3 separate regions of the Mus musculus genome follow, and all the other regions are linked to region 1. The links are chromatin contacts, called in public HiChIP or PLAC-seq maps. All regions are on one chromosome and are shown on one strand. Each heading gives the region's core, a stretch centred on a gene start, on an enhancer-like site or on the middle of the called end of the contact. The rest is flanking DNA. Distances are from core to core; before and after follow the strand shown. Region 1 overlaps Auts2 (autism susceptibility candidate 2). Region 2 overlaps Auts2 (autism susceptibility candidate 2). Region 3 overlaps Auts2 (autism susceptibility candidate 2).

Region 1 (3,985 bases), core at 126-2,625:
GAATCTAGTAAATAGCACGTTAGCATCTCTGAGTCGCTGAGAGATATAAAGGGAAAAATCAAGCAATACTGTGTGTGTATCAGCAGCAGACGACAAGGGGTCTCGGACTCGGGCATGTGATGTGTGATGAAAAACTCACAAAGGGTTGGTAATGAGCTGTGTGGATGGGAACATGCTAAAAATGGCCACTGACTTTTGTGCTCTGTCTCTGTGCTTCCTTTACAGAGTTCAGCTCCTTCCAGCTTGGGGACAGGCTACTTCGTAAGTCCATCTCCACTTCCACCTGCGCGCCTCCTCTTGCCATCAGTTCGCTCGTATAACAAACCCTCATTACAGTGTGAAAAAATGACACCCGAGGAATCCCTCTTGCCCCTAACGAGCTCACTGATTTCTGCCCTGTCGTTGAGGATTGTCTTATTTCTAAAGGGTTTAACCTGTTGGGCCTTAAGGATCAGGAGGCATCTGCCTCGGTGGGGAACTTAGCACGTTTAGGAGATAGGGGGGACACATGATTGCCCTTGCCAGCCCAATTCCATAATTGCTGGAAGTCAGATTACATATGGAATTATTTGATTTCTTCTAAGTACTCAAAAGAGCTTCAGTGTGCACAGTGACTTGCTTTTCTGTTTCTGTTATTTCACTGTGAGGGGAGATGGCATTCCAGTAGTGTTTTCCTTGTACTTGGTTGGTAGCTGTATCTGGCTTTTAAGCCAGCAATCACCACACTCCACAGTTTGGCAAATACAGATGCATTATATGTGTTCTGGTCCTTACACTTTGTTCTTAGGGGAGGGGAGGGGATGGACGAAATATACCTCTGGGATTATTACACTATCTTTCATTCAAGGACAGAGAGATGGTTGCTTCATTGCATTTTTTATAACAAAATTATCCTTTGTGGGTTTAGTATTCCTTCTCATGGTATAAATGAGGAAGAATTACAAACCACAACTATTTACACAAGATGGCATAGCACTGTGTATTTTAGTACTTACAGGCACTTGATTGTGTTCTGAAGTAACGCTTGATACTATAATACGCAAGATAGAACACATGCTACCAACCATAGCCAATAAACACCCATTCAGTTCAGCTGCTCTTAACGTTGTCCTCTTAACATGGCCAATCAGTCTTCTTGTGACTCGTTTCTCTGACTGCATTTCTGGTTGAATTATGAAAATCAGCATCGTTTCAGTGAATATCAAGTCTTTCCTAAATTTGGCCCAAAAGGCACCCTCACCTGGTCCCACTAACTTCGTCTTGAACTATAATCCAAGGAGAATGCTAAGGATTCCTCTGGCCCTGCATCATACAGTTAGCACACTGATGGTGGTTCTGCGCAGCGGGCCTGAATATTCATGCTTACAGAAGAAGCAGGATACGCTCCGTGTCTTGCTTTAGCAGTTGAAAGAACAGACGTCGTCCCATCTGCCATCTCTTCACACCAGGCTGGGTGTGGGTTGCGATGCTGGAAGTAAGATCTGCAGGCTGCGGTGCCTGCCCTCCATGCTCTCTATCCTCACCCCACCTCCCTTTCAGAAATAGAGCCGAAGCCACCACCTTCACCACGTTCAGTTACAGCCTGAACATTCTACTGTCATTTATGTTGTCAGTGTGATCACCCTGAAAGAAGGGTGTCACTTCAGGAATCAGAATCCACATTTTGTTTTGCTTTTTACCTCCTTAGTTCTTGGAATGCTTTTATTACTTAATGACATATTTGATAACTAGCGAATCCTTGATTAGGATTTGGAAGGGTTTTTTGTTTTTGGGTTTTTTTTTTTGTTTTTTGTTTTTTGTTTTTTTGTTTGTTTGTTTTTTTGTGCTGGGTCAACTTTGCTTCGCTTATAAAACTTACTCATTTTGTAAAAGTTGCCTTGGTAAAATCAACTTACTTTGCTTATCTCAAGAGCTGTCGTGTTATTAGCGTACATGGAGAAGATGAGTACCAGATGTCTGTCCCGCTCTCAGCTATGATAAAAATGCCCCTCTGCGGAATGTGTTTCCAATCCCACATTGTTCCGTTATCACCCTGCAAAATCCTTAGTGGAGTTGCCAAGCCCTCATCAAAGCCGGGCTCTGTTTCCAGTGTCAGTCCAACGGCATCACGTGTAGTACTCGATTTCAGGGACTGACTTCCACGTTGGCGAGTCTCTTGCTTTTAAATGGAAGTAATGTATTTACAGTTTCTGTGATTGGCCCCTCTTCCCCAACTTGAGATACAGTGTTTATGTTGTGCTCATGGTCCTTTTATGAGAACGGCTTCACTAAGTTTGTAATGAAGGTGAGTCACTATCAGGTTGAGTCCCATACTGTTTTTTTTTTGTTTGTTTGTTTGTTTTCTCATTAATTGCCTTTGACAACTCTTTGAAATGTGGAAATCACCACAGATGAGCTAATCCTTATCATTAAATCATGGACTGTTGAATTTGAAAAGACTAAGTTTCCCTACCTTTAGCTGAACAAGGAAGAACTGTTTTGTTTTGTTTTGTTTTGTTTTGTTTCGTTTTTAAACACTGTCCCTTGCTTCAGTATCCCTCCTCCCTCCAGAACCTTCTGTTTGCTCCCCTGTCCTATAGTGGAGATTTTAGTAAACTAAGGTGAAAACCCAGAAGTTGTCCTTGTTCATGAAACTGATACTGTAGTCCATGCATCACGGAGTCTGTATTTGCATGCAGGTGAGGTATGTGTTGTTACCTGCAGTTGCCCATTCTTGGGCTAATCCAAGAGTGCTTGCATTTGCCTCTCAGTTCTTCAGCTGTATCTGTCTCACTTTGCTGAAGGGCTTTGAAGAAACCTTTGTTTTTGATCCGGTGATATTTGTTTATGTCTTCCTGGTTTTGTGTTCCAAAGATGTCTGCTTAGGTCTGTCAGTTTTCCAATCTATGCAGAAGATTTGAGAGATGGGAACAGCAGTGAAGAGCACTATTTACATAAGCAGATTGCAAAGGATTCTCAAAGTAGGCAAAATAGAGAAGGATTGGAACAAACTTTGCACGTTTGGGGGAGGCTTTGAATACCATGAGTATTACACACACATACTCTCTCTCTCTCTCTCTCTCTCTCTCTCTCACACACACACACACACACACACACACACACACTCCCTCCCTCTCTCTCTCTCTCTCTCTCTCTCTCTCTCTCTCTCATTGCATACGCATACCCTGCTCAGCTCATATTCTAAATATAAATGAAATTATAGGCAACTTGGAATCAATTTGCTGGGTTTTTCTTTCCCTTTTGGCAAGCGTACTGAAACTTGTTGGAGTGTGTATAAGGTTTTCTTTTTTGTTTTTTAAACGTCAGCTCACTGAATACATTTTCTGTTTTGATTTAAACAGTTCTGGATCTCTTTCCTTCTGAGACATGCAGTCAAAATTTCACTCTGAAATATGTGTGATGAAGTCCGAAGCGGCAGAATGATTCATGTGACTAGCCGTGTGACCTTGGGCAGGGTGTTTGATATTTCTGTTTCTACTTCACCACCCGCCAAATAGAGTTGTGAATATTCAACCAAATGACATAATTAATGTGCACAGAGTAGAACTGTTAATAGTAAGCAATAAAATGTACCTTTGAGGTTTTTTTCTAAATTCATTCTTCTTGTTTTTAATTATGTGAATGTGTGTGCCTTGGTGGGTTAATATGTATACAGCAGTATCAGTGCCTATACAGCCCAGAAGAGGGAGTCAGATTCCTGGAGCTGGAGTTACAGATGTTGTAAATTCCTGTTGTAGGTGCTAAGAACTGAGCTCGCATCCACTGTGCACACAGTATTCATAAGGTGTAACTACAGAGTTCTCTCTCCATCCTCTTAAGTATATCTGTTTCTCTGTCTTCACACAGCGAATGAGGACATAAACTTGGTATCAGGTGACTGAGCAGTGTTGTGACTGAGGGCACCACTAACAAATTGAACCAAATAAAAATAGAGTTTTGCCCTTTGCACCCAGAGTATAGAAACATTTTATGTCCCTTTCCATGG
Region 2 (4,270 bases), core at 1,055-3,554, 410 kb after region 1:
TGGACTTCAAGTCCAGTGGTACCACCCCAGGGAATGCCACAGTGCAACAACTCATCCCCCACAATCTGTGTTAGTGTCCCCACATGGCACACCAGCCATTTGAATAGCAGGTCCCCAAAGGAGCCCTGACCCTTTGGCAGGAGGCTTCGTCTCACCCAACGGAGCATCCCAGAACATCGCCAGACAGAAAATAGCATGCTGCCCCAGATGTCCATGACATGATCCACAGAGCCTGGCCTGACCAGATCTCGACTCTGTTCCCACTACACCGAGATGCCAAGAAGATTAATCTAGCCGCAGAACCTCAAGAGACTCCTGTAGCCTCGGTTCTCAGACTCTTTCAGAGCTGGCCCTAGAAGAGCTGCAGCTGAGGCTGAGGAGGAACACGTTTACTTCTTGATGCACAGTGGTGACTTGCTCAGATTCCAACCTGGCCTTTTCCTTTGTTCTCACGTGTGACCCCAGAAAGTAGCACTTGGAGTTGAATTTCTTTATCCTGAGCTTGCGCCAGTACCTCCTGGCATCCTCCTGAGAACTGACGGCTGGGTCTCACCTCTACCGCTTCTGATTCGGTAGGAGGAGGTCTGGCCCGGTATTTGTCATGGCTGATAAAAGTTCCTGGGTGCTGCTGATCCAGAGGCCTTGCTTGAAGAAAGTGTCTTGTGCTAGCAGTCATCAGCAAGTTCACCAGCCTGTCCAGGAAGATGACAAGCACGGTGCCCCTAGTGTTGAGCCCTGCCTATTCGTATTCCAAATCCAGGTAGCACCAGAGGACTGGAGTCTCTTGTCTGTGCATTCAGGGTACAGGGAGACACCTTGAGTCACTGGGAGACAGGGGTGGATGAGCTCGTTAACCTTGATGTAGCTCCAGGCAGTAAGAATCTCCCAAATGGAGTGGATAGACTACAAGAAGTGTGACTAGCCACTTTGTCACCACTGTTAGGGGCTTGGTATCATTTGCAATATAGTACCTTTGTCTTAGCTTTTAACTGTCAACCTGACACCGGAGAAGGAAGGAATGTCCAATCAGATTGAAGTGTGAGGGGTTGTCTTCTTGCTAATTGATGTAAGAGGGCTCTAGTTCCCTAGAGACAGCACCATTCCTTGGGTAGGTAGTCCTGGGCTGTGTAAGTCTCTTGTTACCTAAGCAAGTGACTGAGAATGGGTCAGAAAGCAGCATCCTCCATGGCTTCTGCTATTCTCCCCTGGCTGTGAGTTCCCTGCACAGAGATAATGCTGTGTGGAATAGCCATCCTCCACACACACCCTCGGTCAAGGAACACTGAAATGTGGCTGCAGTCTGTGATTAAAGGCTTGCCTCTGTGTGTCCATTCTGATTTGTTGGCTCAGGGAATGGAAGTCACAGAAGTATCCCAAGCTTAGTTTCTTAGTGTATAGAATGCAGACAAGGCTCTCTGATTTACTGTGGAATAGACACCAGTAATTGAGTGCATTCCGTATCCCATACGTCTGGGACAAGGCTGTAAATGCTCTTTGGGGGAAGGCAGCACCAAGGGCAGCTGGGGTCCTCTGGAGATGTAGTTCAGTTGGTATAGAACGTTTGCCTATCGGCTCTGCGTAAACCAGGTGTGAGGGTGCACACTCTGTACTCCTGGCACCCAGGAGAGCCAGGGCTCAAGGTCATCTTTAGCTACACGAAAGTTCCAAGATGGCGTAGGGCACAGGACACCCTGCCCACCCACCCTACCCCCAAAATGAGAAATGAGGGAGAAACAGAAGGGAGGGAAGGCAGAAGGAAGGCAGGCCTGAGCCCACCTCCCACTCATCTCTAGTCTCCTCCATTTCATCTTCTGTCTCCCTTTCTGTGATAGAAAATCAGAGATAAAGCTTTGTTCTCTTCTGAGCTAGGTAGGCATGGTGTCCATGCTTATAGTCACAGCATTTTGGAGATGGAGGCAGGAGGATCAGGAATTCAAGGCTAGCATTGGCAACACAGTAAGCTAGAGGCCAGCCTAAGCTACCCGAGACCCTGTCAGTAAACCAGGAAAAAAGAAAAAGAAATTAAGAAAGGGGAGAGAGAGAAAGAGAGAGAGAGAGAGAGAGAGAGAGAGAGAGAGAGAGAGAGAGAGAGAGAGAGATAGAGAGCAGGATTGAGGGCTCAGAGTTTGACATCTAAAAACCCAAGCAGCCACCCAATCCGGATAGAGAAGCTGTTTGCTGTTTGAGGGCTGTTGTGCCTAGGACAGCCTCCATGTCACGTGCACCAAGCCACCCCCTCCCCGCTGGCTACAGAGCTGCCTATATACCCCTGCCTAGCCCACTGGGATTGCCGACCGGGAACAGAAGCTGTGCGCGCTCTCTCTGCCTTTGCTTTGCGACCGCTGCAACCTTCGCTGCAGCCAATCAGCTGGTGCACTGCGGGTGACCTCCCCCGGGTCTCAGGAATAAATTGTCAAGTTTCCCCACCGCGGGTGTCTTTGCTAGTCGACGGCCGGTTTGCAGGTTTCTGGGCTAATTGGAAAGAGGATCATGAGGAGGCGGGTCGAGGCGCGTCAAGAGCCTGGCTGGTCTGCGGACTAGGGTCGTGCCGCTCCGGAGCCCCTGCTGTCCCGGAGTTGTGAGTAGGTCGCTCACCGGCTCACATCTAGTCGCCGCACACCTATTTGAAAGTCGGTTCCACGGCAGGACTTGTGCAAGTCCAATGCAGGATTCTGCGTCCTCAGCGCACTGGACCTGCCTAGGAAGGTGAAGCCTGGCTGATCCCTGCGAAGGTACCCCTACGCTGCCACTTACGAACCCTTATCTTCAGTGTTCCAGGACCCAAGTGGTTCCCGCGACAAATCCAATATCTACCTTGGATCTCCGGATCTGAAATGCCTCTTCCTTGGAGACTTTGAATTTGGTCTTTGGAAATTCAGGAACTGTATGAAGTGCTATTGTTTCTGAGTTCTCTTTCCTTTCGTGTTGGTTTTGGGATTCTCTCGCCTACCTGGATAATGGTCTGCCTTTGTGGCTGAGTCTTCCTGGAGTCAGTGGATCGCAGGCAGCCTGAGGCATCAGCCTTCGGATTTCTAAGCCTAGGAGTCATTCGGGGCTGCAGAAGAGGACCTAGCTCCTAACTAGTAAGGGCTATGTGATTCACCTCCCCTCCCCACCCCACCCCCATCCCGGATTGAAATATATATGTTGTAGCAGGATTTTCTTTAAGCGGATCGTCTGATAGGACTGGCAGTTACTACCCAGGAAAATGAGTAGCAATTAGGAGTTCAGTAATAAATGGAAGTCTATTGTCCTAATTGAGTGGAATTACTGACGGGTAATGGCAACTGAATTCTTCAGTTTAATTAAGAGTTTATATAATTATAGTGCACTTTTTATTTCTAGGGGGAACCATGGGGGTAGGAATTAAATAACCAATGTGATGGTTAAGAAACCCATTTAATGGATAAGTAACCAGTAGGTTTAAATAAATATGGGTACCTTGCTGGAGTAACAGAAGTAGAGCTGAATTCTCTGTAAAGGCTCTGTACCCTGCTGGGACAAGCTAGACTTTTGATTTGCAGCTAATTTGAGCCTCATAAAAAAAAAAATCCAAATGAACTTATCAGGTAATCCAGAGATGCCCAGGGCTCTCAGGTAGTAGCATGAAGTAGGATGGGTGTTTTCCAGAATTCGGTGAGAATGAACCTGGAAGAGGGGGAGGGGCCGTTCAAGAGTGCGTTTTACCCTCCTAGAGTTTCCATCTTGAAAATCTGGGGCTTGGGCTGTTCGGTCGGAGGCGTTGGATAGCTCAGGGACGGCCAGCTTTCAGATTACGGATCTCTAAAGAGTGAAGGTATTTACCTTGGTTGGGGAGTAATCTGGTAATTAGAGAGTTGTTATTTGCTTCTCTGGCAGTATAGTGTTTACTTTCCTCTTCTAAAGGGTTGTTGGTGCTTTTTTTTTTTTTTTTTTTTTTTACTTGTGGGAAGCTATAGAATTGGAGAAAACTGGAGAGAAAGCTCTACTCAAAATATAATTACATAATTTGCTTCCAGTGATTGTGGGGGAGGGTGTAATCTTGAGTGTCAGTTTGGGGACTCCTGTTAGCCCAGCTCATGAGAAGCCCTCAGAGTTTTGGCCATCTTTGGGTTTCAAATTGACTGATAATGATGAGGAGCACTTTCTGTTCTACTGTTCATGCCATCCCTTGCCTCGACTTCTATTTCTTGCTTCTTCAGCAGGACTATCTGGGAATGCCTCTTGTCCCAGGGCTTCATGGCACGGGTGGGGTGAGGTAACGACAGTGAAATTGCCTGTCGCTTCATTA
Region 3 (4,414 bases), core at 777-3,276, 430 kb after region 1:
TAAGAGATTTATGTGGAGGTCTGAGCTGTGGAGACAGCACAGAGGTACATCACCATGCAGGCGACAGAGACACTTTCTTCTTCGCTTGGGTGCATTATCATAAAAAGTGATTTAGACTGGAGCTGATTGATGCAAATGGCCCTGTGTTCTTTCCTGTCATTAGCAGCCTCTTTCAGTGGCCAGAGGCAGTGATTAAAGCTGTCATTTGGAGCTGCTCATTAAAGACAAGCCCTGGAATAGCAAGAGGAAAAAAAGGTTGGAGACGACACATACATATATCCAAGCATAGGGGTGTGTGTGTGTGTGTGTGTGTGTGTGTGTGTGTGTTTCCTTAAAGACACTTCATCCCCTTTCCAGACTCAAGTAATATTTGCTGCCCAGACTGTCTCAGTGGATTCTCATGACAGCTTGCCTGGGTATTACGAAAGGAGATGTGTGTGGGGGTATTGTGTTAGGTGTGTTTTGTTAAGGACCAACCCTGGTGAGAACTCATTAAGTCTCTTCCCAAGCTGAGGACATCAAAGGCAGGACCCCACAAGAGCTGACAGGGAGGGCTTACGAGGGCTGTTGGGCCAGCTAAGTCCCATAGTGGCGGTGTTGACCCCAGAGGTGTACAGAGAGCCAGCAGGGAGAGAGAGCTTCTTGCTAACTCTACAGGGCATAGAGGCCATAGTCAGAGCAAGGACAGTAGCAATGGGTTTACAAACAGGAAGGAAAAGAAAATGCAGGAGTTGTACATGCAAGAGAAGCTGGGCTGCAGAGATGGCTCAGTGAGTACAAAGGGCTTGCAGTACAAACATTGAGGAGCCTGGTTCAGATCCCCAGACCTAGGGGAAACACTGGGCACAGTGCTGGAAAGGCACAGCTAGCCAGATTGCTGGGGCTCACCGGTCCTCCAGCACAGCCAATCAGTAAGCCAACTTTCAGAGAAAGACTTTGTCTCAAAAAAATGAGACAATTGAGGGAGACACCTATAACCAGCCTCAGGCCTCCATACCCAGGCGTGAGCTCCACACGCCACACGGTTCGCAAGCGCTCACACACACTGATCGATATAAGAAAGTAATCTCTTCGGTTCCTTGGAGTATTCTAGTCAACCATCGGAGGCCTTTGTAGGAAGATTCGGCTTGGTTGGATGGCCTGTCTGGGTGTTCCATACCCATAGCCCTGCATTAACACGCACTCACACACGCTGGGTTTTAGATCACTGGCCAAGTGGTCCCTTGGAAAGTGGCAGAGTTACCAGTCTCTATATGAGCCATAACACATCCCAAACACAGGCTGCAATCATCATTGGTCAGCTGGATAGCAGACTAGCCATGGACTTAAGCAAGTGAAGGAAACCATCTTTGGTTTTTGATGTAGATTAGTTTCAGGTCAGAGATTAAAAATGGCTGGAAAAAAACAAAAAACAAAACAAAAACTACCTGTCCTCCCACAGCCAATTGTGTTGCCAAAATCCCACCCAACTTCCACATATGCTAATCTATAGTTCTCTCAGAAATTCCTCTGGGTGAACTGGGGGGGGGGGGGGGGAAGAAATGATCAATTTAATTTCTCAGTCTAATGAACTGGTCTTATACATAAAAATTTAAATGACTTTTTTTTTTTATGAAAGTGGAGACCAACATCAGTGATGCAGCCACCACTGTCTCCATGACAACGTCTCGAATGTGGCAGTCCATGTGACTTCACAGTCCACAGGCCCTTGAAATGAAGCAAAGGAAAGTTTTAGTTGCCCTTCTGAAATTGCAGGAGGCTCTGGGGATGTCTGAGACGGGGCTGAATAGGAGTCGGTGTCTAGTGTGGATAGGCAGTGTGCACTTCGGAGGTATTCCTCTTACTCTGCCTGTGTAGAGTGAAGTCTGCCATAGAGAGATCATTTTCCTGCTTGGCTCAGGGCTCTGAGCCAGTTGCTGGCTGTGGAGGAGGCGGGGCCTTTGTCCTCTCTTCTGCTCCCATGCCCTGCCACCCCCGCTGGCCTGCTTAGCCCCAGTCTGACACATCACAGCCTATTAGTGCTGATGCGGGGTTGTGATGTGCCTCTCCTTGGGGAGTCCGCGGCAGAACTGAACAAAGTCCTTGGTAATCTGTGCTTACGGCTTGCCCCCTGGGGAGAAAGGCCCGCCAGCTGGCACTCTCCTGCAGAACACATCACTTCCCCTGGCAGCAGCAAAGGCAGCCTGGCAGGGGGCCCAGAGGCCAGTGGTTTGCAGGGCCAAACTGCCAGGCAGCTCACCTATAGATCCCACACGTTGCTCCCTGCCCTCGAGACAGGAGACTGGCCAACCTCACAGTGCGACTTCAGACCATCTACTTGGTCCTTTCCAGGCAACCATGGTGGCTGTCTTAGAACAGCCTCCACTGTGAGTAGACATGAGGCCTTTTTCTTCTTTCTGTTTTTCCCAGACTTTCAGTAGATAACACAGAGTACAGCCCTGTGTAGTGGGAAGGAAATAATGCACCTGGGTCTGAGGACAGGGTGGCATAAGAAGACTCCATGGTATATGTGTGCATATACCATGCATATACCTGTGCATGTGTGTGAGTGCGTGTATGCACACACATTAAATGTCTGGAGAGAGGCTGAGGTGATTGCTCGCTCACCTAGCATGCAGGAAGCCTAAGCTTCCATCCCCAGCATGGTAGCAGGACACATTTGTGGAGGCAGAAAGATCAGAACTTCAAGGTCATCCTCAGCTAAGCATCAAGTTCATGGCAAGTCCATCTTCTTCACCAGGAGTGTGCGTGACTCTTGGTTCGCATAGGCAAAGGTCAGTTAGGCCTTTTTGCAGCAATATCCAGTGATCGTAATGAAAGCCTGGGGCCAGTAGAAATGGCAGAGTGATATTAGAAATATCTCTCACCAGAAGATATGTAATGTATTTAATGCAGATATTTCTCCATAAGGAAAAGGAAAACTAGCTTCTCTCTGCCTTGAGACTTCTTGATTCCATTTATCTGAGTCCACTGGGGATGTGAAGAGTACAGCATTGTTATTAGTTCCTGCTAATAGCAAGCATGTTCTAGGCTCTGGGTCCTGAGCTAGGTTTTCAAACTCTGGTTTTGGGTTTCATTTGGTTTGGTTTGTGGTCCAGAGTAAAAGCTCATGTCATTAGAATAACATACTCCCCAAGCAAGAAAAATTCCCTGCAAACTTAGACTAGAGAGACCTGAGAATGTCTTCAGTTGGGCAGCAGGACTGGTCAGAGAGAGAGTGGCAGGGTTGTTAACGGTCACAAAGGAAGTCTCAAGACCCAAGGTTAAGAGCAGAGATGTGTTAGAGAAATGGCTTAGCAGTTAAGAGTGCTTAGTACCCTTGCAGAGGACCTGAGTTTGGTTCCCAACACCCACAGAGTGGCTCATGACTACCTGGAACTCCAGTTCCAGAGGAACCCAGTGCCACCTCTGGCCTCCCCTCCCTGCACAGAGATGATATACATAACCTCCTACCTGCAGACTAACCTAAGTAAAAGAAATATGTCTCTTAAAAAATAAGAGAATGTTTGTGCCCAGATACAGGCTCTCCATTAGAGAACAGGGACAAAGAAGACCACCCAGAGGTAGCCATGGTATGATGAGGGCTCTGGGTAACATTAGAATCCTTTCAGCCCCTAACTGACTTCTTGTGATTCCAGCCTTGAAAGGAAGTCTAATAGCCTGGGCTCCTCTCTAACAATATCTCCCTGAAGGTGGGCACCTGTGGGGCTTTCCTCTATTCAAGGGAAAGCCCTTGCCATCTCTGCAAATGCCAGCCTTCTGTCCTGACTGCTCTGCTGTCTAGAGAAGGTGGTTAGAGCTAGATCACCAGTCAGTCATTGCTCCAGGATGTGTGACTTAGGGGTGTGCACTGGTCAGCCTGAATTGCTAGCTTGACACAGCCTAGAGTAATATGAGAGGAATATCTCGGCCTAATACAGACAGTGCTTTCCCTAGGCAGATAGTCCTGGGATGTATATAAAAGCTAACTGAGTAGTGTCTTCCTTCTCCTTTCCATCATCCTGCTTGAGTTCCCACCCTGTCTCCCCTCAACTGATGGACTATGACTTATAAGTATAAACCAAATAACAGCCCCAAAGTTGCTGAAGGTCAGTGTGTTCTATCATGAGCGGATATATACACAGACACACGTATACATAAATACATTTGAAATAAACAGATCTTTGAGATGAGTACCTCTGTGCTTAAAGATCTAGAGGAAGTGTAGGCCTTCGAAAGAGAAAAAACAAACCTAAGCAAAACCTACCTGAAGACTATGAAGAAGAAGTTTGCAAACTTTGATGGCTTTTTTTTCCTCTTAGACCAGCTTTTAATGTTTTAAGATTTTGTTTGTTTATGTACTTAAGTGTGTGTGTGTATACACCTATGGAAGCCAGAAGAAGGCATTGAATCTCCCTGGATCTAGAATTTCTGG

What was found. HiChIP or PLAC-seq counts read pairs in DNA pulled down with a chosen protein or histone mark.
Region 2: an H3K4me3 HiChIP or PLAC-seq map of forebrain shows a contact between it and region 1, with 3 times the contacts expected there. The contact joins two enhancer-like sites. A contact is called at or near these places in 1 of 484 Hi-C or Micro-C datasets (erythroid progenitors) and 5 of 115 datasets of contacts at active chromatin or transcription factors (bone marrow-derived dendritic cells, embryonic basal ganglia, embryonic forebrain and 2 more).
Region 3: a contact with region 1 is called in an H3K4me3 HiChIP or PLAC-seq map of forebrain, with 4 times the contacts expected there. The contact joins two enhancer-like sites. A contact is called at or near these places in 3 of 115 datasets of contacts at active chromatin or transcription factors (embryonic basal ganglia, embryonic midbrain and forebrain) and 1 of 9 other capture datasets (embryonic trunk).

The regions. Positions count from the first base shown.
Region 1 is chr5:132,027,266-132,031,250 of GRCm38.p6, reverse strand. It overlaps Auts2 (autism susceptibility candidate 2), which reads left to right. Exons shown (of 20, transcript NM_001363480.1): 4 at 226-261. Among named protein-coding and RNA genes, the nearest start is that of 4930563F08Rik, 150 kb to the right of the region's middle. Within about 2 kb of position 1,375, at least 24 of the 459 cell types and tissues checked have an H3K27ac peak or open chromatin away from gene starts, as enhancers often do. A contact at or near this core is called in forebrain, where this site is marked.
Region 2 is chr5:131,614,770-131,619,039 of GRCm38.p6, reverse strand. The region is part of intron 5 of Auts2 (autism susceptibility candidate 2); the gene reads left to right. Among named protein-coding and RNA genes, the nearest start is that of Gm29681, 200 kb to the right of the region's middle. Within about 2 kb of position 2,304, at least 65 of the 459 cell types and tissues checked have an H3K27ac peak or open chromatin away from gene starts, as enhancers often do. A contact at or near this core is called in forebrain, where this site is marked.
Region 3 is chr5:131,598,208-131,602,621 of GRCm38.p6, reverse strand. All of the region lies in intron 5 of Auts2 (autism susceptibility candidate 2), which reads left to right. Among named protein-coding and RNA genes, the nearest start is that of Gm29681, 190 kb to the right of the region's middle. Within about 2 kb of position 2,026, at least 134 of the 459 cell types and tissues checked have an H3K27ac peak or open chromatin away from gene starts, as enhancers often do. A contact at or near this core is called in forebrain, where this site is marked.